5 separate regions of the Mus musculus genome follow, and all the other regions are linked to region 1. Evidence: chromatin contacts called from public HiChIP or PLAC-seq, capture Hi-C and promoter capture Hi-C data. All regions are on one chromosome and are shown on one strand. Each heading gives the region's core, a stretch centred on a gene start, on an enhancer-like site or on the middle of the called end of the contact. The rest is flanking DNA. Distances are from core to core; before and after follow the strand shown.

Region 1 (2,833 bases), core at 242-2,741:
CGTACCTTCTTGCTACACCTGAACATGCTAAGCATGTACAGCCTACTCTGCTCCCGGGGACCCTGTAAACTGCCAAAGAGAAGAGCCTCAAGAAGCCTTAGTTTTAATATTACAAAGCAGAACTTTGGGCATATCTCAGTGGTAGAGCCCCTGCCTAGAATCCCCCAATGAGGGGCTGGGGGCGTGGCTCAGTGGTAGAGCCCCTGCCTAGAATCCCCCAGTGAGGGGCTGGGGCATAGGTCAGTAGTAAAGTGCTTACCTTCCAAGCACAGGCCCTGAGTTCCATCTGTAGCATGACCATAAATAAATAAATAAATAAATAAATAAATAAATAAATAAATAAATAAATAAATTTATTTACTTTTGAGCAAACAGATTTACTGAAGATCCCTGGAGAATGTGAGAGGCCCCAAGGGAGGAATACCCAAATCCATTCAAAGTGAAAGCAAAGAGCAAGGCTGTCTGTCCTGAATCCCCATGTGTGGTGAGAGGCATGGGAATGGGAGTCTGACTGGGACAGAAGCCCAGGGACAGCTCTCCACAAGACCTGAATGAATGTGACCCTCTGCACCCAGTGTCACTTCTCTCCAGAGCAGAACTGCGATGGTCACCATGCAAACAGGAGCTGGCCTGAAGGTGTAGTAGTGACACATGACACAATGTGCCAGACATCCAAGGGCTGAAACCCAGTTCTCTCTGATCAACTCTGGGGGTCAGAAGCCCTGTTACCAACTCCATACTGCAGTCACACAAACGGGCACCAAGAGGTTAAGAAGTTAGTGTGGGCTCACACAGTAGAAAATGGCTGGAGTTCGGATGCAGGCACCCTGGCTGATTCAGACACTGGACAGGAAGCACTACTGCCTGCCGTTTCTTGGGAAGCGACTTCCAGTCTCCAAACATTTTCCTCTGCTGTGCAATGGGCATCCACACACTTAGCCTCCTGTCCTGCCCCGTAGGGTTGAGCATCCTCAGACTTGGACCCTGTGGGATCTGCAGCCAGGTGCAGAGGCTGTGCACACCTGTAACTTCAGTACTTGGGGTGTGGAGACAAGAGGAGCAGGAGCTGAAGGTCATCCTTGGCTAAACAGAGTTCAAAGTCATCCTAAGCTATGTGAGACACTCATACAGGAATACATTCTTAAAAGGAACTTTTGTTAGCCCCACCTGCAGGAAGTAAGTTTGTGCCAAAGCCCTGGGCCCCTTACCTATGCAAGTTCCTGTTAGGTTACACCATCCCCCACTGAGATCTAAGCCTTGGAAACCCCAGGAAACAACTGAATGTCCAGTCCTTTGTGCCCTTCCTGATGAGAGAGCCTCTCTCCCCACCTACTGACACTTAGCAAAGGCTCCATCACGGCCCCACCTCTGGTTAAAGGAGGAAGCTGGGTCTGGGTCGGAAAGTCCCGCCCAGGTGTGAAGCAAGCCCTTCCTCTGCCCACACCCTTCACCATGCCCAGAAGATAAAGTACACAGGATGAGGGCCAGCTCATACACAGCCCTGCAGTCCTGTGCGGCACGTCCAGCATGTTGTTTGCCTGTGCTCTCCTTGCCCTCCTGGGTCTGGCAACCTCCTGCAGTTTCATCGTGCCCCGCAGTGAGTGGAGGGCCCTGCCATCCGAGTGCTCTAGCCGCCTGGGGCACCCAGTTCGCTACGTGGTGATCTCACACACAGCCGGCAGCTTCTGCAACAGCCCGGACTCCTGTGAACAGCAGGCCCGCAATGTGCAGCATTACCACAAGAATGAGCTGGGCTGGTGCGATGTAGCCTACAAGTGAGTATGGAGTGGGCTGAAGGAGGTCGACCACACCTTCCAACCCTCCTGGTGCTGGATCTGCAATCTCCTGTGGGTGCTGAGGCTTTCTCCCCTGTAAGAGGGGACAGGAGCTGCTTCACATACAAGGTGACTTTCATATGTATCTTTCCTAAAGGCCTAGGCCTTGCCAGGACAACACCAGGCTGAGCCTTGCACCAAGTGAGTGGGCATATTGCAAGGCAGGACCAGGGAAACAGATGCTCAGGGCCCAGCTTCCTCTTCTGCAAAGGTCAACGGTATTATGGCCCCTAATACCCAATACCCAGGAAACTGGCTAGCATATGGCAGGAGCCCCAAAGCTATGGGCTAATGTCTCCTGTGTGCCAGAGTTCTAGATGGGAGCATTGCTTGAAGCATATCACGATAGCCCTGTGTGCATAAAGACAGAAAAAGATGTGTTTGGGGTGGACCAAGAACCCACTGGCTCCGTGTGTAAAGGTGTTTCCTAGCAAGTACAACAACCTGAGTTCTAACTCAGGCAGAAGGAGAAAACTGACTATTGATGGACTGATGGTGTCCGTGACACCTACGCATGCATCACATACACGCATCTCTCACTCACACACACATACACACACACACACACACACACACACACACACATGCTTTAGGGGGGAGGGCTTTGATAGGCACAGTATTGATGCCTGTAATCCCAGCAGTTGGAAGGATAAGGAAAGAGGATTGCAAAAAAAAAAAAAAAAAAAAAAAAAGAGGATTGCTGTGAGTTCAAGGCTACCCTGGGCTTCTCAGCAAAATCTTATCTCCAATAAGGGTGGATGGAGGTGGGGGGAAATAGGTGAGAGAGATGTCAGATCCCTAGGTAAGGGACGGCTTCCTGTGGCTTTGATGTGGCTCTAGAAGAGGCAGAAGGAAGCTAGGGATTGGGGTGTCCGGCACAGAGGCAAGTCCTAGGAGGTTCCTTCAGCCAAAGATGGGGTGGGAAGGGAGGGAGGGGGCACGGACGCAAAGGTCATGGTGAGTATTGCGGTCAAACAGTATCCACACAGAAGGTTCTG
Region 2 (2,833 bases), core at 148-2,647, 2.9 Mb before region 1:
CGTTGTGGGTTATCATGCTTGCTATCATATTCTTTGGGGAAGGGGGACAAAAAAAAAAAAAGCTGAATGATACAGCTCAATAAAACCAAACAAAAATGAACAACAGGTCACCTTTCTTAATCATCTCAAGCTTGTTTCAAAGCCATTCAAAGTAATTCTTTATACTAAAGACTGCCCCTTCTAGTCTCCAGTGGTAAAGCATACCTTTATTTCCAGCACTCAGGAGGCAGAGGCAAGCAGATCTAAGTTTGAGGCCAATATGGTATACATGGTAAGACTGTGGTGATGAACCACACCCAGCACTGACTCGGGGAGGCAGGGACAGGTGGATTTCTGAGTTCAAGGCCAGCCTGGTCTACAGAGTGAGTTCCAGGACAGCCAGGGATACACAGAGAAACCCTGTCTCGATCCCCCCTCCCCTCCAAACTTGTGATCAAGACTGTTTCCAAAATGAGAGAGAGAGAAAGAGAGAGAGAGTGTGTGTGTGTGCTTTGCTTTAAATTATGTCATCAATGCAGATCTCACGGGTGCAAGACTCAGAGAACCACCAGCACACAACTTCATAAGAGCACTCCTCACCTTTTCTCTTGAATCCTGTGTCCACGAAGAAGAGCTTTTCGTTTGGGGCCTCTGCCAACAAGCCACTGAAGGATAAAAATGCAGACTATTTGCCAAAGTAATGCTGGAAAGATAACAGACCCTTAGGGGTCTAACTTTTTGGGCCCATCCCAACTCTTCCTCAAACCATGGGCTACACCTGGAGCTTTCACACAGAATTTAAAATGTACCACGATGGGGTGAACGTACTTTATTCTCTTTCACTTGAAATTCAAACTCTGTAGCAAAAGGTTTTAATGCCAGCACTCCGGCGGCAGAGGAAACTTGAGTTCGGAGCCAGGCTTGTCTACATACCGAGTGCCAGGTCGTCCTACATAGTGAGGCCCTGTTTCAAATTTTAAAAAAAACTAGGGGAAAACTTAAACTTTGTTGGGATTTTCGCACGCTTATTTGTTAAAGATACTATTGATAGGTCTCCCACACCGAGCCGGGATGCCCGGTCCGTCTAGCACCAGGTCGCAAAGCGCACGGCCACGCCACCGGAAGTCCCGCCCCACGTACCCGGTCGTGCGCTCCTGTAGCCGGACGTCTTCCAGGAACTGGTCGACCTCTAACCCCAGCGGCTCCTCGGCGAGCCTCCTCCAGCCGCGCTTCTTGTTTCTGGGGCCCCGCCGCCGCCGCCTCAGAGCGGGATCCACCGAGGTCGGCCGCAGCCCCAGGAAGCCAGAGTCCGCCTGGCTTCTCGAGCCGCGCTTCTCACCGTCCCTGTTACCACCCGCAGCCATCTTCTTAAAGGAAGAGCTTAGTCGCTCTAACTCCGATATCCGGTTTGGAACGTGCGCGTCTCGAGTGACGTAATATGACGCACTTCCTGTTTGCGACCATCTTGATAAAGCGTAGTTTTTACATAGAGAGTTTTACGTCTTGGCAAAAGGATAAATCATCACGTTCAGTCTCTTCTTATTTTAAAAATGTTCGAGCCGGGCGTGGTGACGCACGCCTTTAATCCCAGCACTCGGGAGGCAGAGGCAGGTGGATTTCTGAGTTCGAGGCCAGCCTGGTCTACAGACTGAGTTCCAGGACAGCCAGGGCTACACAGAGAAACCCTGTCTTGAAAAAACAAAACAACAACAACAAAAGGCAGGGTTTCTTTGTGTAGCCTAGCTGTCTGTTAACTCACTCTGTAGACCAGGCTGACCTCGAATTCAGAGATTCGACCTGCAATTTCGGGTTGGTAGGGAGTAGGCTATGTGGATTCTTGGTTCTCACTCTGAGTAATTTACCTTACCCGGTATCATAAAATTTTACTCAAACCATTTTGTTAGTTATACAAGTTTTTTGTTTGCTTGCTTGCTTGCTTGCTTTCTTGGTTTGGTTTTTCGGGAGAGGGTTTCTCTGTATAACCCTGGCTGTCCTGGAACTCACTCTGTAGACCAGTTTCATACGTGCCTTGCCATTTTTGCTTCCCTTTGCCTTCTCACTCCTACTGAACTACCCTTCTTTCCCCCAAATGCCCTCCTCCCTTGTGTCTTTGTAGTTTTGTGACGTACTGGATTTACTAGGATTTTTTGTACCAGCAATGAGTGAAGAGTTAGTTACTAGATCAGAGGCAACTGACCAGTGTGTATGCCATTGAAGGACACCCCTCCTTCCCAAATAGTAACTGCCAAGGGACGGAGTCCAGTCAAATTTTCTTTAACTCTTTTTATTAAAGAAGATGCTGGGTGTGGGGCTGCCAAGATACCTCAGTAGAGAAAGGCTGTTGCTGCCAAGCCTCAGATTAATCCTCATAACCCATATGTTGGAAAAAGCCAATACCTGCAAGCTGTTTGTTCTTGACCTTCACAAGGTATGCTGTGGTGGCATATATGCTTACACGCCGTTATGAAATATAATGTGGCAAGGGAGTATTTTTGGAGGGCCTGGCCAAGGTGTACCCCTGAGAAGTTACACCATAAAACAGACCTAGTGTAAAGGTTTATTGGGGGGAACGCAAGAGTACTGTGGGACTTGGTGAAGGGACAGAGGCAGACAAGTGGACAGATAGACAGGCAGACAGATGGGGGGCAGAATCATGAGGGCAGAGAGAGGGGACAGAGAAGGAGAGGGAACATTGGTGGTGGAGATCAGAGAGAGAGAGCTGGGGTGGCAGGTGGGTCCTTACATCTACTGGTACATCTGGCTGCCGTAGGTCATGATGTAAGCACTGGCTGGGTCCCTGAAAGCAGGCCAATGGAATTGCCTGTATAAAACACACACACACACACACACACAC
Region 3 (2,833 bases), core at 155-2,654, 2.9 Mb before region 1:
ACTGTCATTCCTCACAGAAAGAATGGAGGGCTCCTTAGAAGAGCAGCTGTCCCAGAGCTGTGGCTGTGGCTGTGGCTGTGGCTGTGGCTGTGGCTGTGGCTGTGGCTGTGGCTGTGGCTGTGGCTGTGGCTGGGGCTGTGGCTGTGGCTGTGGCTGTGGCTGTGGCTGGGGCTGGGGCTGGGGCTGGGGCTGGGCCTGGGGCTTGGAGGTTAGGAAGGAACAAGCCAGTCTGAGTCAGCTCAAAGGCCACCCAGCACTCAGCCTGAAATGGCTCTCCTTAGCCAAAGATGAGACAATTTTTCCTTTTTTTTTTCTTTTATTAAAAATATTTTATGTGTCTTTATGTATGCCTGTGTTCCATGTTCATGGCCCCTTGGGGGCCAGAAAAGAATTTTGGATTCCCCTGGACTGAAGTAACAGATGGTTTTGAGCTACCATGTAGGGCAGAGTGCATATCTGTAATCTCAGCACTAGGCAGGCAGACACAAGATTAGAAGTTCGGGACCATCCTCTACCTCTACCTCTGGAAGAGCAGCCAGTTCTGACTCTCAGTGAACTCTCCACCACCAGCTTCCTCTCCGACATCCCCGCCCCCTACATTCTCACTATGTAGCTCTGACTGACCTGGACCTATGTAGCCCAGGTTAGCCTTAGACTGAGATCTGCCTGCCTCTGCTTTCTACATCTTGGGGTTCAAGGAGTGTGCCACCATATCTGACTCAAAGATGGGACAATTTAAATATCAAAACAAACAAACAAAACCCCAAACGTTGCAAATCAAAATATAAAATCATTGTGACTTAAAGGAAAAGGGAAGAGTGGAAAGAAAATGGATTGGAGGGGTGGGAGAAATAACGGACGGAAGAACCTGTGACATAGATGAAGAGAGGGAACCCTGGAAATGTCCCAGGCAGGGAGGCAGCTGAGGGGCATCTCAAAAAGGGGTGGCTGAAGAGTCTATGCACTTCGAGAGGCAAGAGAAGGCTCTTGGGTGGCAAGACGGACCAAGGGGAGCAGAGATGGGTGTGGAGGGTAGAAGGCCACTTCAAAGGGGGAGTCTTCAAAGATGAAGGCTGGGTAGGGACTGGGAGAACTGGGGGAGGGGGAGGGGGAGGGGGCTATACGGAGTACTAAAGAGAGGCTGGGGAGATCTGAGGAGGTTGAGGGAAGATTTGAGGAGGGGTGGGGGTAGTCCTGGAGTGTGGGAATTGGGAGCGACTGGGACGGAGAGTGCACAGACTGTTACAGAGGGGAGCGAGGGTGAGAGGTGGGATTTGGGGAGCACTCACCAGGGATCTGGGGAGCGCAGAGCAAGCAGCCCGAGCTCTGTCCTGTCCGCAGTGGAGTGAGACGGGTGGGGCCGCGTGCGCTAGGAGCGGCGAGCAGGGCGGGCCCCAGGCCCCCTGTCCTAGCCCGCGCCAGCCTCGGGCGCCCCCTGGCGGGCACTGTGAAAACGCGCACAGGTTCGAGCGTGCACTCCTTAGTTCAGTGTGAGCCCCATCCTCCAGCTTTTGGCTCCCTCTCTTAGCAAATAAGTTGACAGAGGCTGCAGCAGGCCTACCAATAATTTGTCTGATCATAGTGGTGCATGCAAGTTTGAAGCCAGCTGGACCGCGTGGGGGGGGGGGCGGGGATCCTGTCTCAAAAATAACTGTAACAACAGTAATTTTAAAATCTTAAGTACAAGACGGAAGAGTTAGATGGTCAGCATTTAAGAATACTGACTGAGCCGGGCGTGGTGGCACACACCTTTAATCCTAGCACTTGGGAGGCAGAGGCAGGCGGATTTCTGAGTTCTGAGGTCAGCCTGGTCTACAAAGTGAGTTCCAGGACAGCAGAGCTATACAGAGCAGAGCTATACAGAGAAACCCTGTCTCGAAAAACAAAAGCTAAAACAAAAAAACCTCCACCCCCCCCCCAAAAAAAGAATACTGACTGCTCTTCCAGAGGACTTGGATTCAATTCCCAGCACCCACATTACAACTCACATTACAACACATATTACAACAGCTCACAACTGTCTGTAACTTCAAGATCTGACACCCTCACACACACATGTGCAAAGCAGGCAAAACACCAACACATATAAATAAAAGTAAATTATTAAAATGTAAGTGCACAGGCCCAATGTGGTGGCACAAGCCTTTCATCCCAGCATTTGGGAGGCAGAGGCAGGTGAATCTCTATGAGTTTAAAGCCAGCCTGATCTTCATAGCAAATTCCAGACCAGCCAAAGCTACGTAGTAGAGACGCTGTGTATCTACTATAAAAACAACCAACCAACCACCACCAACACCACCGCCACCAACAAAAACACAAGGGGGAGAAACCTCAAGGCCATGGGGCTAGGGATGTGGCTTAGTTGGTACAGTGCCCATCTAGGATACATGAAGCCCTGAGTTCTATCGCCAGCACAGAATATGCCCAGCACGGTGGTGCAGGCATACACTCTCAGCATCAGTTCATAGACACAGCACACGGGGTGGTAGTTTGAATAAAAATGGCCTCCGTAGGCTCATAGGGACTGGCATTATTAGGAGCTGTGTTTTTGTTGGAGTAGGTATAGTCTTTTTGGAGGACGTGTGTAGGGGGTAGAGGGGGGACATCGAAGTGTCAAATAATCAAGCCAGGCCCAGTCTCTCTCTCCCTGCTGCCTGCCAACCTAGATGTACAACTTACCTCTTCAGCACCATGTCTGCCTACATACCTCCACGTTTCCTGTCATGATGATAACAGATTGAACCTCTGAAACTGTAAGCCAGCCCCAATTAAACGCTTTCCTTTATAAGAGTTGTCGTGGTCATGGTGTCTCTTCATAGCAATAGACACCCTA
Region 4 (2,833 bases), core at 137-2,636, 2.5 Mb before region 1:
CGCCTTTCTAGCCCCACCCGTTCAGCTTATTCGCTAATTCCTATTCGCTCCGCTCAATGTATTTCGGCTACTTCCGCCTCCTCCCGGGATCCCTTCCCTGACTTCGGCTCTTTCCGGACTCTCGCCTCGCCCCCCCCCAGGGGGGGGCTTCTCCCATCCCGAAGCGCTTCGGCTATTTCCGGCTCTCCCGGCCTTCCCTAGCCCCGCCCCCACGACCACCCTTGGTCCTTTAGGTGGGTCTCTGATCCGCTCCGCGTTGCTGCAGTGACCTAGATCTTCCCTCGGCTCTTTCCGGCTTTTTTCAGAGTCTCGTTAATCTCAGCTGTGTTCGGCTCTTTCCGTGCCCTCTCCTCCGCCTCGCCCTTCCGCTTCGGCTCTTTTCGCCGACTTTCGGGCGGGCTGGCTCTGCCCTTCTCCACGTGACGCTCCTCCGGCCTCTCCGCTACCCCCTCCCTCCACGCCCTTCCTCCGGCTTCAGCCTCCGTGCTTGTCCCGGCTGTGCCGCCATTTTGTGTGAATTCCTGACCGCGGCGGGGGCCCGGCAGCTGGGGCATCTAGGGCGGGCAGACAGTCGGCCCATCTCCATAGCCCGATCCCTCTTCTCCCCGATTTTTTTTTAACCATCCCCCCTGCTCGCTCTCCTCTCCCCCCCTTTCCCTTCGCTTGCTCCGTCGCGCGCGGGCCCGCGCTAATTACACCCAACCACCCACCAGTGTCCGTGTCCCCCGGGTCTCAGGCCTTGGGGGGCCGCGTGTGTGTGTGCGTGCGTGTGTGGCGGAAGGGGACCTCTCGTCCCGATGAGGGTCCCGTGCCCGTGAGCGAGTGACCTCAGGGCCAGGCTGCGGAGAAAGCAGGCGGCGGGCGGCCTTGCCGGGGCCTAGGCCTCGCGGCCTACGTGGAAGTCGGCTCAGAGGTGACTCCGAAACCGAAAAAAAAAATACTCGATATCGATCTATGTATCTATATGCCCAGTTCCCATCAGGAGGCCCCGGAGCGCTGAAGTGTGCCCCTCCCGCCACGCCCAAGCAGTCCTTTTTGGTGCATTAACATCCCCTCCCCCTCAAAGGAACGATGGAGGCCGTGCCCGGGACCCCCCCGCCGCCGCCATCAGAGTCGCCACCGCCGCCATCGCCACCGCCGCCATCAACGCCTTCGCCTCCTCCGTGTTCCCCCGACGGCCGCGCGGCCACCCCGCACCTCCTCCACCACCGCCTCCCGCTCCCTGACGACAGGTCAGGCCCCCCGGCCTGGGCCGGGCAGCGTCCCCCGTGGGAGGGGGGGAGGAGGAGGAGGAAGGGGACGGCCGCCATGTTGGGCCGGGCCGCGGAGGAGGAGGAGGAGGAGGAGGAAGGGCGGGGTCGGTGGGTGTCTCTAGCTCGCTCGCTCTTTCTCGCTTCGCTTTCTCTCCCGGCCTCATGCGTTGCCCCCCCTCGCGGCGTTCGCCCGCTCTCCCTCGCTCTCGCTCTGTCTTTTTTTGGGCGCCATGCTGAGGGGAAGGTGAGGAGGCGCCCCCCGGACCCCCCGCGCCCGCCGGTCTGTCGGTCCGTCCGCCCGCCCGGGGCACGGGCCGCCAAGGGGGTGGGCTTGCCGAGGCCCATCAGCCTCCTCGGCCGCCCCTGCTCCGGGAGCTGGCCGTCAGCGGCCTGTCGCCTGGCTTCGGGGAAGGCTTTTGGGGGAGGGGCCCCCGGATTCTCTTGTTTTAGGGGCATCTCCAGCTTGCAGCTCCTCTCTTAAGGGGTTCGGAGTTGGGGGTCTTCCCAATCCCCTACAGTATCCTTTCTCCTGGGGGACGCATACCCTGTCCATTTTGGATAGGTACCCGAGTCTAACGGAGGCAGAAAAATGGGGGTTTGGATCAGCCTTCGCTCTTTCGTTCTAAGGAGGACTCCTTAGGATGGGGGCTCTGGTGCACTTTTAATTTTTTGGCGGGAGGTATTTTCTAGCTTCTCCCTAGAAGGCAGGCAGGTAACGGGTGCATTTCCAGCTCTTTTGATTAAATCCCCTGACCTTCTTTGGAAACCCTATTGGTTTTTTTTTTTTTTTTGGGGGGTCCCTCTCTTTTTGTAGGTAGGTGACAGTCAGTGGTGGAGGGTCCTTAGTTTTAAGGTTTTTGTTTTTTTGCGGGGGGGTTGTATGAAGGTTGCTTTTCCTGCATTGGATAGTAGAGGAAGTTGGCCACCGCTTTCTCCGGGCATCGCCCCCTCTTTGGGGCAAAACAGGGTGCAATCGCCCCCTTGGGAGCAAAGATCTCCCCCGTGTGCTTTGGCAGGACGTGAACTGTGGCGCCTCTTGTCCTCTAGTGCGAAATGGGTTCCCCACGCCCTTCTCTGGCGGGTGATAATGGGACCAGCCCTGCGTGTTTTGAGGATGAGAGGTTTGGGGCCATTTTTGCCCTGCTGGAGCCGAAAGATAAGGGGTACATAGTTTGCTGATTCCTGGGAGCTGGAGTGAGTAGGTTTGAAAATAGGTGGGTTTCAGGGAGCAGAAAAGCTAGTCTTGCAGGCGGGGGTGGGGGTAGGGTGGAGAATGCGCTAGACAGAAGCCTCGCTCGCAGCCGTCAGGGAACCGCAGAGGACCCCTTCAGACCATGGGTCTCAGCCCTTTCTCCCCACTCCCACCTCCTGTTCTCCCTTTCTCCTTCACAGACCCTCCTTTGCCTTTTAAAAGAAATGCCACCCACATTCAAAGACACAGGTGCAGCAGTTTGGTGAGCTTTTTTTACAATTTTTTTTTTCCTGTTTTGTTCTAATTAAATGTATCGTCCTGGGAATCGCAGCCCTTCGCAGTCAAGGAAATAAACAGATTAGCGGAGGTCTGTTCGCTAAGCCCACGT
Region 5 (2,833 bases), core at 215-2,714, 2.1 Mb before region 1:
TGCCTTTAATACCAGCAGGGAGGCAGAGGCAGGTGGATTTTGGAGTTCAAGGCCAGTCTGGTCTACAGAGCAAGTTCTAGGATAGTCAGAGTCACACGAAGAAACCCTGCTTCCTTCTCCAACAAGCCCTCCCTGCCCTCTCTCAGGCTAGCCTTTCCCAGCAGCCCCTCATTCCCATCTTTACTCTGATGTCTGTGGCCCAGGCTGGTCATGACCTTGGAATCCTTCCATAGTTGGGATTGCAGTCCTGAGAGCTGCGGGTGAGCGCCTGGTAGAACAGACTGAGCCCTGTAGCCTCCTTTGCTCCACCTCCAGGCAAGCTCCAGACTTTCCAAAAGAGCCATTCTTCAGGGCGTTTCTCAAGTGGTCAACAGAGTTCAGGAAGGGACTCTTGGCTGTCCTCCTCCTTCAGCCCAGCCTCTCACTACCCTGCTTCACCCTTTGGGAAGCCCCAGACCTTTCTCCCACTGATGAAATCACAAGGAATCCGGGTAGGAGGTTGGGCCAAAGAGCTGGCTGGAACCAGTTTGAGTATTTCTCTTACTAGGGGCAGGCAGTGGGGCAGAACGCTCCTAGCCAATCCTGATCCACAAACTTCAGCCTCATTTTCCCCACCCTACATGTCCCAAAGATTCTGGATTCAGCAGACCTCTTTCCTCCTCCTCTTCCTCCTCCTCCTCCTCCTCCTCTCTAAGTCTGTTATTCTTACAGTTGATGGGTAACAGTGTCTAAACTAAGAATGTTTGTGGTGAACTGGCCATTTAAATATTTTTTGCTACATTTATTTATATATTTGTTTATTTGTGTGTGTTGCATGTGCCATGCTCCTGTGGGGAGGACCCAATCTGTGACTATCTGAGGAAAGAGACTGGGTTGCAGCTCAAGCATGAGGGCCTGAGTTCAAATCCCCCACATTCAATGTTGGGGCCTACTGGCCCCTCCTCCCTCCCTTTCCCCAATTTGTTTCTACAGACTGGGTTTCTTTTTCTTTATGTAGCCCTGGCAGCCCTAGAACTCGCTCTGTAGACCAACCAAGGCTGATCTTGAACTCACAGAGATCTATCTGCCTGCCTCTGCCTCCTGAGAGCAGGGATTAAAGGTGTGTGCCACTCATCTGTCTGCCCTTTCTAGGGGTCCTTCTGTGGAATATCAGATATGATCCACAATTAGATTCTTTTGACCAGTGGTGAGGTGCGTGTGGGTGGGTGTGGGTTGGATAGTTTCCCAACGCCCCGCCCCTTTTGGAGGCTTTGCACCCTTTCTGGCTCGATGCCCTTGCCCCGGCCCCGCCCCTGGCTATGCATTGTTATTCACCCTAGGTTGCCCACTGTGATCTTGGCTCCGCCCCTCGCTCGCCACCTGGCGCCGAATGTTCCATAACCAATCAGCGCTTGCGGGACGGCCTCCGCCTTTTCAAGTCCCGCCCTCCGCTTTTTCAAGTCACGCCCCTCCGCCTTTAATCCTGGTCGCTTCCGTCTAGCAGCCTCAGAGACACGCGGCGCGGCCTGGGAGGTTTCTCCTTGGCGCCACTTTCCATATCCCCCGGGCTGCTTCCTATTTGCATCTGGAAATTTGATTTTTCTCTCCAGAGCCCGAAACGCTCGGTCCACTCCTTCTAGGGCTCCAGTACCCAAGAGTCCGAGAGCCAGGCGTCCTAATCCTGGGATCTCGGTCTCCCGGAGCAAGGCATCCCGGATCTATGCCACTTGGGTTGAGCTTCCTGAAGACCTCAGCTACCTGAGTTTCCTTACTCCTTCAGGGAGTCAAAGAACCCTCTGAAGAGCTGTTCCCTACTCCAACAAGGCGCTCTCAACTCCCAGTTTTCGGGGATTCGACATCACCAGGAAAAATAAAGGGATCTCCGCATACAGCTCAGGGAGCCTAGGACCCTCCAGTTTCCGAGATCCGGTGGACGCATAACTTCAAGGACCGCTGCAAAGTTTCAGCCTCCATTCTCGGTCCTAAGGACGTCACACCTAGTCTCCAGGCTCACAAGGAACCTCCCTGTTACGGCTCAGCATGGCAGTGGATCCCCCTAAGGCTGACCCCAAAGGGGTAGTAGCGGTGGATTCCACCGCGAACGGTGGCCCCGCGCTGGGATCCAGAGAGGACCAGAGTGCGAAAGCAGGTGGTTGCTGCGGTTCCCGTGACCGGGTGCGCCGCTGCATTCGCGCCAACCTGCTGGTGCTGCTCACGGTGGCTGCGGTGGTGGCTGGCGTGGGGCTGGGGCTGGGGGTCTCGGCGGCGGGCGGTGCTGACGCGCTGGGTCCCGCGCGCTTGACCGCTTTCGCCTTCCCGGGAGAGCTGCTGCTGCGTCTGCTGAAGATGATCATCCTGCCGCTCGTGGTGTGCAGCCTGATCGGAGGTGCAGCCAGCTTGGACCCTAGCGCGCTCGGTCGTGTGGGCGCCTGGGCGCTGCTCTTTTTCCTGGTCACCACACTGCTCGCGTCGGCGCTCGGCGTGGGTTTGGCCCTGGCGCTGAAGCCGGGCGCCGCCGTTACCGCCATCACCTCCATCAACGACTCTGTTGTAGACCCCTGTGCCCGCAGTGCACCAACCAAAGAGGTGCTGGATTCCTTTCTAGATCTCGTGAGGTACGTTCCCGCCAGGCAGTGGGGTGGTTAGGGGCCAGTGCAAGCGTGCAATCTTTCTGCTTTACCCCCTCTGAGTACAGGGATTACCCGTGTGTGCCGCCACTAGTCACCAAGGTTGAGTCCTCCAGATTGAGTCATGCCTTCTAGAATCTAGGAAAATAAGGTAACGGTGACAGGACCGCTAACATCTTGGAAGGGTGAACTTTTACGGAAGTTCTCCAAATTTGGGGGCGGGCCTA

What was found. HiChIP or PLAC-seq counts read pairs in DNA pulled down with a chosen protein or histone mark. Capture Hi-C pulls out chosen DNA fragments and counts their contacts.
Region 2: an H3K27ac HiChIP or PLAC-seq map of embryonic stem cells shows a contact between it and region 1, with 7 times the contacts expected there. The contact joins the promoter of Nop53 here to the promoter of Pglyrp1 in region 1. A contact is called at or near these places in 3 of 39 promoter capture datasets (cranial neural crest, hippocampal neurons and liver) and 2 of 115 datasets of contacts at active chromatin or transcription factors (astrocytes and embryonic stem cells).
Region 3: a promoter capture Hi-C map of liver shows a contact between it and region 1, with 4 times the contacts expected there. The contact joins the promoter of Ehd2 here to the promoter of Pglyrp1 in region 1. A contact is called at or near these places in 2 of 39 promoter capture datasets (hippocampal neurons and liver) and 1 of 9 other capture datasets (liver).
Region 4: a capture Hi-C map of embryonic stem cells shows a contact between it and region 1, with 4 times the contacts expected there. The contact joins the promoter of Zc3h4 here to the promoter of Pglyrp1 in region 1. A contact is called at or near these places in 1 of 39 promoter capture datasets (neutrophils) and 1 of 9 other capture datasets (embryonic stem cells).
Region 5: a contact with region 1 is called in an H3K27ac HiChIP or PLAC-seq map of acute myeloid leukemia, with 9 times the contacts expected there. The contact joins the promoter of Slc1a5 here to the promoter of Pglyrp1 in region 1. A contact is called at or near these places in 1 of 39 promoter capture datasets (liver), 2 of 115 datasets of contacts at active chromatin or transcription factors (acute myeloid leukemia and embryonic stem cells) and 1 of 9 other capture datasets (liver).

The regions. Positions count from the first base shown.
Region 1 is chr7:18,883,199-18,886,031 of GRCm38.p6, forward strand. It overlaps Pglyrp1 (peptidoglycan recognition protein 1), which reads left to right and starts at 1,492. Exons shown (of 3, transcript NM_009402.2): 1 at 1,492-1,775. The coding sequence starts at 1,528.
Region 2 is chr7:15,944,711-15,947,543 of GRCm38.p6, forward strand. Nop53 (NOP53 ribosome biogenesis factor) reads right to left here and starts at 1,398. Exons shown (of 13, transcript NM_133831.3): 1 at 1,120-1,398; 2 at 580-644. The coding sequence starts at 1,343. It overlaps Gm24576 (a long non-coding RNA gene), which reads left to right and starts at 1,383. Exons shown (of 2, transcript XR_391165.4): 1 at 1,383-1,590; 2 at 1,751-2,833. It also overlaps a transcript of Ehd2 not described here.
Region 3 is chr7:15,966,131-15,968,963 of GRCm38.p6, forward strand. It overlaps Ehd2 (EH-domain containing 2), which reads right to left and starts at 1,405. Exons shown (of 6, transcript NM_153068.3): 1 at 1,290-1,405.
Region 4 is chr7:16,399,810-16,402,642 of GRCm38.p6, forward strand. It overlaps Zc3h4 (zinc finger CCCH-type containing 4), which reads left to right and starts at 1,387. Exons shown (of 14, transcript NM_198631.2): 1 at 1,387-1,497. The coding sequence starts at 1,484.
Region 5 is chr7:16,779,882-16,782,714 of GRCm38.p6, forward strand. Slc1a5 (solute carrier family 1 (neutral amino acid transporter), member 5) reads left to right here and starts at 1,465. Exons shown (of 9, transcript NM_009201.2): 1 at 1,465-2,594. The coding sequence starts at 2,020.